Linked DNA regions of Mus musculus: region 2 is linked to region 1. The links are chromatin contacts, called in public Hi-C maps. All regions are on one chromosome and are shown on one strand. The core of a region is the stretch at or near the end of the contact, and the rest is flanking DNA. Distances in the headings are between cores, read along the strand shown.

The links. A called contact is a pair of places that touch in the nucleus more often than the background predicts.
Region 2: a Hi-C map of cerebellum shows a contact between it and region 1, with 2.8 times the contacts expected there. The contact joins two enhancer-like sites.

Annotation. Positions count from the first base shown.
Region 1 is chr9:9,580,393-9,586,513 of GRCm38.p6, forward strand. Gm46102 (a long non-coding RNA gene) reads right to left here. Exons shown (of 3, transcript XR_001779091.1): 3 at 1-3,137. Among named protein-coding and RNA genes, the nearest start is that of Gm46102, 36 kb to the right of the region's middle. Within about 2 kb of position 2,814, at least 21 of the 459 cell types and tissues checked have an H3K27ac peak or open chromatin away from gene starts, as enhancers often do. A contact at or near this core is called in cerebellum, where this site is marked.
Region 2 is chr9:10,221,964-10,228,665 of GRCm38.p6, forward strand. The region is part of intron 3 of Cntn5 (contactin 5); the gene reads right to left. Among named protein-coding and RNA genes, the nearest start is that of Gm39289, 140 kb to the left of the region's middle. Within about 2 kb of position 4,153, at least 10 of the 459 cell types and tissues checked have an H3K27ac peak or open chromatin away from gene starts, as enhancers often do. A contact at or near this core is called in cerebellum, where this site is marked.

The sequences.
Region 1 (6,121 bases), core at 1,564-4,063:
TGTCTCTGTTTTTAAAAATGTTGTGGTTGTGATGATGTTTGCATTGTCTAAGATGGCAGAACATTTTCTTCAGCTCTCCATGAATCTCCTAAAATATCCCTCATGACAAACATCCTTTTCACACATGCACCTCAAAATTTAGCCACTCACATAGAGGTTAGTTTCTTACAATTTCCACTCATAGGTTTTTGTCATAACCCACATATTAGTGTCAACTTTTGTCTTATTCTGCTTTAATTGCTAAAAAAAAAAGTAGAGTAGGTATCTCAAATAATAAAATTTACTTGATCACATATTTGAAGATGCAAACTCTGATAGCAAGGTGCCAGGATGACTGGGTCCTGGTGACAGCTCTGTCTCTCTGGATTCTGAAGGCTCTTGTCTTACTTGTATTTATGTGGCCTTTGCTTGGTTTGTGTTTGTGTCTGAATGTGTTTGTGTATGTGTGTGTATCTAAATTCCATGTGGATATAATGTAGAGAATATATGTCTATGTATATATATGTATATATACACATATAATATACAGATGTAATGCAAATCTATATACCATATATATATATGTATATATATAATATGTATGTATTTGTTATTTATTATCTATCCATCAATCACTAGACATCTTTTCCTCTTCTCTAATCTCATCCTGAGACTTCTATTTTCATGATCACATTCTAACCTAATCACTCTCTTACAGAGACCCTTAGGCTTCTAATGCCATCACACTGGTACTTTCAGTTCAATATATGAGGTTGGGGCAGAGGGAGGCAAAATATTCAATCTGTAACAAGGACCCTGCAATTTGATTTGAGACTTAGAGCTCTGAAGTCATCCACACTGTCTTCATGGTCTAAGATTTCACAGAAAACTCAGTTAGGCTGCTCTAATTCCTTCTCTACCATACAGTAAGACAGACTTAATTCTCTGACTCAGGAAAGAGTTCATTTTGGTCAGAGGAAAAAACAGGGGGCAAGATCCTGGATCTAGACCAGGACTTGTTTCTGAAAGATGAGTTTTCTAGAAGGTAGAAGGAACTCTCCTTGGGTAGAATCAACTTGACACAATCTATAGACATTTGGGAAGAGGAATCCTTAACTAAGAAGATGCCCAAGTAGGTTGTCTTGTGGAAAAGTCTATGGGGGCATTTTTTATTAATGGCTGTTATATGAAGGCCCAGCCCACATGGACACAGTAACCCTTGCTATAAGAGCACAAGCCATAAGGATCAAGACAATAAACAATATTCCTCCATGACGTTTGCTCTAGTTCTTGTTTCCAGGTTACTGTCTTGAGCTCCTGTCCTGATTTCCCTCAGTGATTGGGCTGTAACATAAGATTGCAAGGTAAAATAAACCTCTTTCTCCCCAACTTGCCTTTTTGAACATGATGCTTTGTCACAGTAACTGAAACCCAAAACACAGATTCCAGATTGAGGGAAACATTTCAGAAGAGAAAATCTTGTGCCTCTTTTGGCTTATCTAGTAGTATTGGAGAGCATGGAAGGGCAGGTGAGGCATGCTGATTGCTATGGTTTGAATATGCTTGGCCCAGGGAGTGGCATTATTTGGAAAGGTGGCCTTGTTGGAGTAGGTGTGTCACTATGGAGGTGGGCTTTAAAACCCTCATCCAAGTTGCCTGGAAGCCAGTCTTCTCCTAGTGGTCTTCATATGAAGATGTAGAACTCTCAGCTCCTCCTGCACCATGCAGGTCTGGATGCTGCCATGTTCCTGCCTTGATGATACTGGACCAAACCTCTAAATCAGTCCCAATTAAATGTTGTCCATTATAAGAGTTGCCTTGCTCATAGTGTCTGCTCATACAGTAAAACCCTAATTAGACACTGACCTTGGCTAGCACATGAGAATGAGGGATAATTTCTCAGTGACTCAGAGGCCGTGAGTTCTAGATATAGAAAATTTTTAGATAAATGAGGATCGTGGAAGACCTGAGATAAATTGCTCCTTGGAAAAGAAAAAAGTTTCTCCCCATAGTCTTCTCTAGGGAAGAACAATCAGTTATATATCAAATGGTAAGCCCTGAAATATACACACAAGTATCATGATCCAGACTCAGCAGGTTGCCCTTATTCGTGGAGGAATAAGATCCAGGAATGGAATGGGAGGGAGTCCTGACAATCTTGGCTCATCCATGAATTCAACACTGGTACTGATGCCGGGTCCTCCTCCTCATCTCCTTTTGTGAGGGAGGGGTCTTTTCCTTTGAAATACTATGATGGGAGAAACTTTCTTTTTTTCAATTATCTATTTGTTGATATTACAGTATAATTACATCATCTCTTCTTTTTCCTTTTTCTGTCCAACAGGAAGCATGTCTGTTCATATGCCTGTGGAAGAGACCCAAGGTTGATGTCTTCCTCAATTATTTTCTACCTTGTGTATCCAGGCAGGGTCTCTCACTGTGCTAGGAGCTCTCCAGTTCCAATCATTCTAGCTAGCCAGCTTGTCCTGCTGTGCTTCCTGAGTGTTAAGCTTAGAAGCAACTGCCATACCTGCCTAGCTTTTCTGTGGATCTGTCTATCTGAACTCAAGTTCTAATGTTTACAGTTTATCTACTGAGCCATCTTTCTAAACCCCACAATATTATTCTACAAGAAAACACTTTTTGTAACATTTAAAATATAAAAACCATTTTTTTTACCTGTGGGTCACACAAATAATAGAGTAGGTGGGCTGGTCTTGACCAGCTGAGCCACAGCTTGCTGACTTCTGCAGTAGAGAGAAGCTGGCAAGGGAAGGCGACTGGCTTTCTTCCTAGCAGGATGAATGAATGCCAGTCTCATTATCACCTGGTCCTGCTCCCCCTTGAGAGCAGGTTCTTCTGATTGAATCCCTGCAAAGTACATCCCTCCTCCAAAGACAGATATTCATTTTCCTCTGAGAAAATACAGCCAGTCTGGTGATGGGGAAAGGGCAACTTTTTTGAGCTTAGATTTGTGCTTTGTCCTTTATGACAACAGATTGCCCTCTTATGATGCCAAGCAGCATTTGGCTCCTTCTCTGCAGACCTGCAACTTGGCTGAATCCCGAGAACCACCACATTGGCTGTCAATGAATGTTCTCTTCTGTGCCAAAGGGAAGGCTGCCAACTGTGATTAAATCCTGTTGATTTCTGGCCTCCTGTGGAATGGAACAATAAAGGGTTATTTTTGCCAGTTTCTTGCAAAGCATACATAAAACCATTTTTCTTTTTAAATAAAAATAGCATTAAATTTTCTGCATTTTCTTTCTTTAACCATTGGAGAAAAGAGGCCATGTGATTTAGTTCTTCATAAACTTTAAAGAAATTTGCTCTGATGCTCAACTTTTGGCTTTAAAGTAGTAACCAATTTTTTAATATTGCAAAATACACTATATAGATGATATTCTGTGCAGAGTCATAGTTCTATATTTCTTAGGATGAGTTCCAAGAAAAAGAATTGCTAGAATCAGCACATATTGAGAGATTTTTTGATAAGTATTACAAAAATACACTCTAGAGCTACCGCAGTCAATTGATATTTCCATCCTTGATACATGAGCACATCAGTTCTCTTCACTCTTCACATTAAACTTTAATTTGTTGGTAAAGCACAAAGTTTTATATAAAACTTTCTTTTTATATATACCTTTTCAAACATGGTGAATATTTAATGGGTCAGGCAACTTTTCTTCTTGGCTGTGTATTCTAAGTTCCTAGAAGAAGTCTGCAATGTAAGAAGTATTGAAAAATACAATTTTGATGATAGGATATGGAGAAATGGATAATGTTGTCAGTATCTACCCAGGCATATCTATATCTTCATAGGATATGGAGAAATAGATAATGCTGTCAGTATGTACACATGCATTTTATTTATTTAGACCCACTTTCAACACAGGCTACTTTGTGACAAAATGTGCCCTGATTGACTTCATGAGAACTGCTTTCTCAAAGTGACACTTGCTCCTGGAATTTCTCAAAATATGTCTGAAAACACAGAAGACAGGATGGACCTGCTGTGAGACTCTGCCTTAAACAACTAAACCAAACCAAACCAACCAAACCAAACCAACCAAACCAATCCAAACCAAACCAAACCTAAGAATGTAGGTAGGAAGATGAAGTGACTTTAGTAGGTGTTTATTGACATCTTCATTTTGAGTTGTCAAGGATCTTCACTGTTGTCATGACCTTTGAATTATTTTCTTTGCCTGTGTCTTCAAAAGCAACTGGGACATGGAAGTGTGATTTGGGATGTGTATATTCAAAAGCTAAGAAAAAAATTCTCTTTCTTTTCTGGATATTTATACAGATTGCATAACAACAAAAATATAAAGCCTTGGACAAGCTGTAAATGGAAAAGAAATCATGCTGTCAGTGCATAACAATTTAGATCTTGCTATGACAATGGGTGCAGCTGGGATTTTCAATGAACAGTCATTGGCAAGGGCAAAGTCCTCTCCTTAGATGGATATTCACTGCCTCTTGATTATCTCAGTTGACTTATAGACCCTGCAGTGCTGAGTGAAATGATTGTCTATTTATACAGGGAAAGTAATTTCAAATTCCAAGGTCATTTGTGGCTCATAGAGAAGAGAGGTGTTTTTCACTCAGATGAGGGCCAGGGGAGAGAGTAACAAATCCCCTGTGCTGAACATTTCTGGAGATCATTCTCCTTTATTCCCAGTTTTGTAGATTTAAAATATTAGCATGCTGTGGGGGAGTGTCTCTGTTTTGTCCATCAGTAAACTTAGACAATGCTTGGTTTAGATAAACTCAGTAACTATATGTCAAATGAGGAGGAGATCTGTATTTACATGTTTTTAACTTGCCAATTAATAAATATATTTAGGCACTTTTGACACTTCAAAAGTTTTTTTGAAAGACCATGAAGTTAACTGGGGAGAGGGAACACAACATGTATGAGAGCTTACTCTGACGGTTATCAGCCCCAAATTACTATCCTTAGAGCTAGAACAATGAAACACAGGCTCCCAACCTTCCTGGAATAAACCACTTACATAGAAGTAAAAATTCAGTGATTCTAAGTGAGCAGAATTCTCTTTTAATTTTTTTTGTCCCTTACTCCTTGTTTTAAGCTTCTTTGTTTGATATAGTGTGTTGTTCAGAATGTCTTTTAATAGATGAAACTCTTTTGCTAGCTCTACCTAACTACAGGACAAAGTCCAAGATCTGCAGATGCCAGTGATGGCCAATAAGGCTTCAAGAGGCTCTTTTTTCTTTTGTTTTTTTGTTTGCTTGTTTTGTTTTATTTCTTTTCTTTTTCTTTTCTTTCTTTTTTTTTCTTTCTTTTTTTTTTTTGGCATGCACAGAGCCTTCTTTTATGTTTTTCTTTCTTTAATTTTTAAATAGTTTTTTACTGGTTATTTCATTTATTTACATTTCAAATGTTATCTCCCTTCCCTGTTTCCCTTCTACAAACCCCATATCCCATTCCCCCTTCCCATCTGCTTCTATCAGGGTGCTCCACCAACCAACCACCCACTCCCTCCTAAGTGCCTTAGCATTCCCCTACACTGAGTCATCAAGCTTTCACAGGACCAAGGGCTTCCCCTCCCATTGATGCCAGATAAGGCAATCCTCTGCTACATATGAAGCTGGAGCCATGGTCCCTCCATGTGTATTCTTTGATCCCTGGTAGCTCTAGGCAGAGGGCAGAGGGGAATGTCTGGTTGGTTGATATTATTGTTCTTCCTGTGGGGCTGTGAACCCCTTTAGCTCCTTCAGCCTTCCCCTAACTCCTCCATTGGGATCACTGTGTTCAGTCCAATGTTTGGCTGCAAGCATCCTCATCTGTATGGGTTTTCCCCTTCTTAAATAAAGGTGGACTGTGTTGACCATGGAGTGTGTGAGATTAACTATATTTTATATACCCTGAAGAGATGGCCATCTTCAACTTTCTCTTTTTCTGAGGACCTGCTTTTGAAATCAGAGCTTTCCAAATGAAACCCTTGTTGTTCAGCAGCAGACACGGTGGGGAACAACCCAGAGGTAAAGAGTGGAAAGACCAAGGTGAGGCTAAGCCCTGTTTTGTCATCTTCCCTATGATAGAGTAGGGTAAACAGCAAAGCCCAGCCTATGCTGTAACTCAAACTCCTTAAGGGTTGCTCTTGGGCCATGA
Region 2 (6,702 bases), core at 2,903-5,402, 640 kb after region 1:
ACCGATATTAAAATGGCTACTCCAGCTTGTTTCTTCAGTCCATTTGCTTGGAAAATTGTTTTCCAGCCTTTCACTCTGAGGTAGTGTCTGTCTTTTTCCCTGAGATGGGTTTCCTGTAAGCAGCAGAATGTTGGGTCCTGTTTGTGTAGCCAGTCTCTTAGTCTATGTCTTTTTATTGGGGAATTGAGTCCATTGATATTAAGAGATATTAAGGAAAAGTAATTGTTGCTTCCTTTTATTTTTGTTGTTAGAGTTGGCATTCTGTTCTTGTGGCTGTCTTCTTTTTGGTTTGTTGAGGGATTACTTTCTTGGTTGTTCTAGGGCGTGATTTCCGTCCTTGTATTGCTTCTTTTCTGTTATTATCCTTTGAAGGGCTGGATTCGTGGAAAGATATTGTGTGAATTTGGTTTTGTCGTGGAATACTTTGGTTTCTCCATCTATGGTAATTGAGAGTTTGGCGGGGTATAGTAGCCTGGGCTGGCATTTGTGTTCTCTTAGTGTCTGTATAACATCTGTCCAGGCTCTTCTGGCTTTCATAGTCTCTGGTGAAAAGTCTGGTGTAATTCTGATAGGCCTTCCTTTATATGTTACTTGACCTTTCTCCCTTACTGCTTTTAATATTCTATCTTTATTTAGTGCATTTGTTGTTCTGATTATTATGTGTCGGGAGGAATTTCTTTTCTGGTCCAGTCTATTTGGAGTTCTGTAGGCTTCTTGTATGATCATGGGCATCTCTTTTTTTATGTTTGGGAAGTTTTCTTCTATTATTTTGTTGAAGATATTAGCTGGCCCTTTAAGTTGAAAATCTTCATTCTCATCAATTCCTATTATCCATAGGTTTGGTCTTCTCATTGTGTCCTGGATTACCTGGATGTTTTGAGTTAGGATCCTTTTGCATTTTGTATTTTCTTTGACTGTTGTGTCGATGTTCTCTATGGAATCTTCTGCACCTGAGATTCTCTCTTCCATTTCTTGTATTCTGTTGCTGATGCTCGCATCTATGGTTCCAGATCTCTTTCCTAGGGTTTCTATCTCCAGCGTTGCCTCGCTTTGGGTTTTCTTTATTGTGTCTACTTCCCCTTTTAGTTCTAGTATGGTTTTGTTCATTTCCATCACCTGTTTGGATGTGTTTTCCTGTTTTTCTTTAATGATTTCTACCTGTTTGGCTGTGTTTTCCTGCTTTTCTTTAAGGGCCTGTAACTCTTTAGCAGTGCTCTCCTGTAATTCTTTAAGTGACTTATGAAAGTCCTTCTTGATGTCCTCTATCATCATCATGAGAAATGTTTTTAAATCTGTGTCTAGATTTTCGGTTGTGTTGGGGTGCCCAGGACTAGGTGGGGTGGGAGTGCTGCGTTCTGATGATGGTGAGTGGTCTTGATTTCTGTTAGTAGGATTCTTACGTTTGCCTTTCGCCATCTGGTAATCTCTGAAGCTAGCTGTTTTAGTTGTCACTGTTAAGATCTTGTTCTTCAGGTGACTCTGTTAGCCTCTATAAGCAGACCTGGAGGGTAGCACTCTCCTTAGTTTCAGTGGGCAGAGTATTCTCTGTAGGCAAGCTTTCTTCTTGCAGGGCAGGTACCCAGATATCTGGTGTTCGAACCAGACTCCTGGCAGAAGTTGTGTTCCACTCACCAGAGGTCTTAGGATCTTGTGTGGAATCCTGTGTGGGCCCTTGCGGGTGTCAGGCGACTCCGCTGGCAAGGTAGCCCGGGGATCGAGTGGAGCGGAAGGGGTTTGTGCCCCAGATCAAGTCCGGGTAGCCTGCTTCCCTATGTACCGCAGTCTCAGGTTCCGCACGATTGGATTGGGGCAGGCGCTGTGCTCCACTCACCAGAGGTCTTAGGATCCCGTGGGGAGTCCCGTGTGGGCCCTTGTGGGTGTTGGGCAAGACTCTGCTGGCAAGGTAGCCTGGGGCTCGAGTCGAGCGGAAGGGGTTTGTGCCCCAGATCAGGCCCGGGTAGCCTGCTTCCCTATGTACCGCAGTCTCAGGTTGCACGCGATGAACCAAATAGACTTAACAGATATCTATAGAACATTTCATACTAAAACCAAAGAATATACCTTCTTCTCAGCACCTCATGGTACCTTCTCCAAAATTTATCAAATAATTCGTCACAAAAAAAGGCCTCCACAGATAAAAGAAGATTGAAATAATCCCATGCACCCTATCAGATTGCCACCAACTAAGACTGCTCTTCAATAACAACAAAACAACAGAAAGCCCACATACACACAGAATCTGAACAATTCTCTACTCAATCATAAGTTGGTGAAGGAAGAAATAAAGAAATTAAGTACTGTCTGGAATTCAATGAAAATGAAGGCACAACATCCCAAAACTTATGGGACAGTATGAAAGCAGTGCTAAGAGGAAAACTCATAACTCTTGAGTGCCTCGAAAAAGAAACTGGAGATACATGAGCATCTTGACAGCACACCTGAAAGCTCTAGAACAAAGAGAAGCAAATACACTCAAGAGGAGTAGACAGCAGGAAATAATCAAACTCAGGGGCGAAATGAACCAAGTAGAAACAAAAAGAACTATACAAAGAATCAACAAAATGAGGAGCTGGTGCTTTGAGAAAATCAACTAGATAGATAAACACTTAGGCAAACTAACCAGACAGCACAGAGACAGTATCCAAATTAATAAAATCAGAAGCAAAAGGGAGGAAACTGAGGAAATCCAAAAAATTATCAGATCTTACTACAAAAGTCTATACTCAACCAAGTTGGAAGATCTGGATGAAATGGACAAATTTCTAGACAGATATAAGATGCCAAAGATAATCAGGATCAGATAAACCATCTAAAGAGTAATTGTTCTATATCACTGGAAATCAAAAGTTTCAATATGGAAAGATTAAATGTGTAATGAGAGCCAAGTAGCAAGAAATAATCTCAAACTATTAGGTTTAAATTATAGGATGTTGTCATTTAAGTGAGAATGGCCCAAATAGGCTTGCATGTTCCCCCAGATCATGGAACTGTTTGGAAAGGATGAGCAAGGACTCCTGTTGGAGAAGCACTGGGGACAATATTTGAGGTTTGGAATGTTTCCTTGGTCATGATGTATTATCAATAGAATAGTAAATGAGCAGAGGAAATAAGACAGGTTCACTCTAGTATTTTTTTTTTTTTTTTTTTTTTAGTTTCAGTGCCAATGGTCATACCTAACACTTAGATCTCATGTGTTTCCTAGTCAAGATAAGGTCCTTGGAAGCATGACACACTCCAGGCTTGAAATGAGGAATCTGAAAAGAGCCTCAAACTCAGTAAGTTATAAATACAAAAATACACAGCACACAAAAATTCAGCTATGCCCAGATGAAGATGTTTCACATAATCACTTTAAACTGCAAACATGTTAAAAAGCACAGTGCCAATGATGTAAAGTTTACATTAACAGGAAGTGAAATGTTTACATTATTAAAATATGTATTTTTAAAGAAATTAGGTAGTTGAAAAGTATATATATTTGAAAAGAGGAATTCTTGCTTATAAGAATAAGAAATAATGGCTTGAAATTCTCATTTCATATCCCACAATACTACTCAAGGGAAGATTAAAAAAAATCATACATCTCACTGAGGTTCTGAATCGTCACAAAATTTCAAAGTATTACTTAGTTTACTACAATAACAACAACATATACATGTGGTTTTAAGATAGTCCAATTAATAAATACATACACATACATGTACACACACACTCAATAGAATGGATACATCTACAGACTACAAAATGATTCAAATTGTAACCAGTGACAAGGCAAATTGATGTCCTGAGCTTTTAATCTGTCAAAATGCACAGTGTGTATCATGCTGTATAAAATATTCAAGAATATTTTATATATCTAAATGTGAACCATCAAACTGTGAAAGATTAACCTTGGATATTGTGGAAAATGAAGGATTTCTTAGATTAAATAAGTCTCAAGAGGTCTGACATCACATATTTGGACTTCTCCTTGATAAGAGGCCATACAGGGTGACTGAAGACAGTTGAGTATAGATTATATATTAAATGACATTATTGTATGCAAAAGATCTTAGGCATTGTGATGCAGTTTTGAATCTGTAGGAGATAGGCTCATGCTGGTGGTGATCTTAGGAATTAGCAGCCACTTGCTTTCACATAGCTCAGAATATAAAGCTGTGTGTGGGTGTGTGTTTATGTGCCATGTGGCTTTGACCCGCCTATCTATAATTAACTGCATAGAAGTAGAGACAAAACAAATGTACTAGAATAACAACCAGGGAGACTGAATCCAAGCGTTGACACACTTGTTCTCAGTGGGGACAGATGGCAAGTATTTTAGGCTTGATGGCCCATATGTTCTTTGCCACAGTTATTTGACTCTGTCCTGGAGTGCAAAAGCAACCACAATCAATCCATTAATGTAAGAGATAGCTTTTCTCAAAAAAGCTATTCACAAAAGCAGGTGATGAGATCAAACGGTCCATGTAACTACAGGTTCTAATTCTGTGACCTCCATGAGCATTCACGATGCTCATTTTTCTTTATTGAATATTTGAAAATATTTCAAAATAAGAAGATAGAGGTAAAGAAGTGGTCTGATGGAATAGAATTATGAATTTGAAGTCACTTGGTACCAAAGGGAAAATGACAACATTTAATAAGTGACCTTGTGGACTTTATTTTGTGATGTCTTTGCCCTTCTCAGCAGGATAAACTGGAGGTCACAAGCTGCTTAGAGCGAGGTATTCAGAAACAAATGACAAGCATCACTAGGCAGAGAAAGAGCAGTCTTGTCTCCATCACACATCTCCTAATCTTGACATTTTTGTTTTCAAACTTAAAATTATCAGTGATGATGATTAAAAAAAAGAAAAAAAGAAAAGAATTTTCCCAAAAGAAGAGGAAAATGCAATTATGTTATCAAACATGAACTCGTACAACTCTAGCTATGAGATCTTATAAAAATACATCAAAGGAAATTAAACTTTGTTGCTTAGGTTGCCTGTGAATTCCATGACCTGAAGCATGCTGGGTAAGCACTGACTTGGACTTATTGGAAGTTACTTGTAGAGAGGTGAAGAAAATTCTTTTTACTGTCAGTTTTGTCTAACCAATTCTCTCTCTTCCCTGCTCTTCCCTCTCTCCTCTTCCCCCTCTTCTTATTAAATACTGAATGATAATTTCTCAGCTCATGTTTTATAGGTGACTTTTCTCTCTTTGTGTTTTGTAGTTTTTTGTTTTTCAAGATAGAGATTCTTTTGGTAGCTTTGTCTGTCCTGGAACTGCTCTGTGGACTTATCTGTCCTCATAATCAATGATCCACCTGCCTCTGCGTGCTGCACACTCTGTCTTTTATTAGTAGTTTTGAAAACATGTTATTCAACATGATTTCATAAGTGTATAGCTACATGATGGATGCATGATCAGATGAGTGCATAAATCATGCTTCAATAGAGATATAGATCCATCCATATAGAGAGGCCAAAATAGGAAAAGAATACTAGGGAGAGATTCACTTATCTAATCAAATTATAGATTTTGACGATATAGGAGGAGATGAGGAATAACTCAGAAAGGAGCATATCATGGAAAATATGGACACAATGCCATTTGAGGGGCAGAGTCACTTTCAATTAGCAAAGGAACAAAGGGATGCTAGAAGTGGTTTCTCTGTTTAAAAAGAAATGGCTGGGATCTGCAGCAGACCACAAGAGCTCTTGGAATCTACAGAAGACCACAGATTTCATTGTGGCTTTTTTGTTTGTTGCTGTCAAATGAAATGCTTCAATTGTACCATTTTTATATGAAACAGAGTTAAGTGAAAAATCCTGTTGCAATGTGAAATGGAAAAAGTTCTATTTTAAAGCATGTTCAACCCAATTGAATGCCAAGTTTGACAAGAAAACAATGAAGAAATAGGTTAAATAAGAGCAATGTTTTTTTTTTTTTTTAATGACAAAGGAATATGAGTTCTTAAGAAACTCTAATTGGCAAAGTGTGGTAACTTGTAGGAATCTACACTGAAGAAGTTGGAGTGGAGCTAACTATGTCTTCTATAGTCAAAAAGATAGAAATCAGAGAAAGAAAAATAGCATCTTATTCACTAAAAAGAAGTCTTTTAAAACTATACTAATCTTCCATATAATAGAAAACTGCTTCAATAAAAGATGGTATGAAATCAAGGGGATTTACCCACAAACCCTTAGACACTCTGCATCACTTTACTCTCACATGTTGTTGTTTAGTTAAGACAACACAAAATACTCATAATCTCATTCTCTTTTTGGTACTATATTGTAAGCATTGTATTTCTTAATAAAAAAGGTTGTTAGTTCATTCAATATATAATTTTTAAAGTTCTGATCTGTGTTGTTGATAGTAGAAGCAAGCAGATAAGTATATAATCCTCCCAGCAGTCAATTTATAAAAGTACCTTGTTAAACTGTTTTGAGTTTTAATCAAATAATTGTTCACATTCTGGCACATAGCTCTGAAGTTCTTTATTTGCACAAATCTATTTACCTAGCAGATAAATCCTTCTGGAAAAGTATTTTGTCAGGGAGAAGTGTTGCTTTCTCCAGTAGCAATTGATTACCTAAAGACATAGCCCTATTCTCTTATCATGGGTGATTTTCAGGATGCTAGCAAAATTATTCAAAGTCACAAAACTCTGGAAACCCAGAGATTGGTTTTCAACGGATATGATTGTGCTTTAAACTA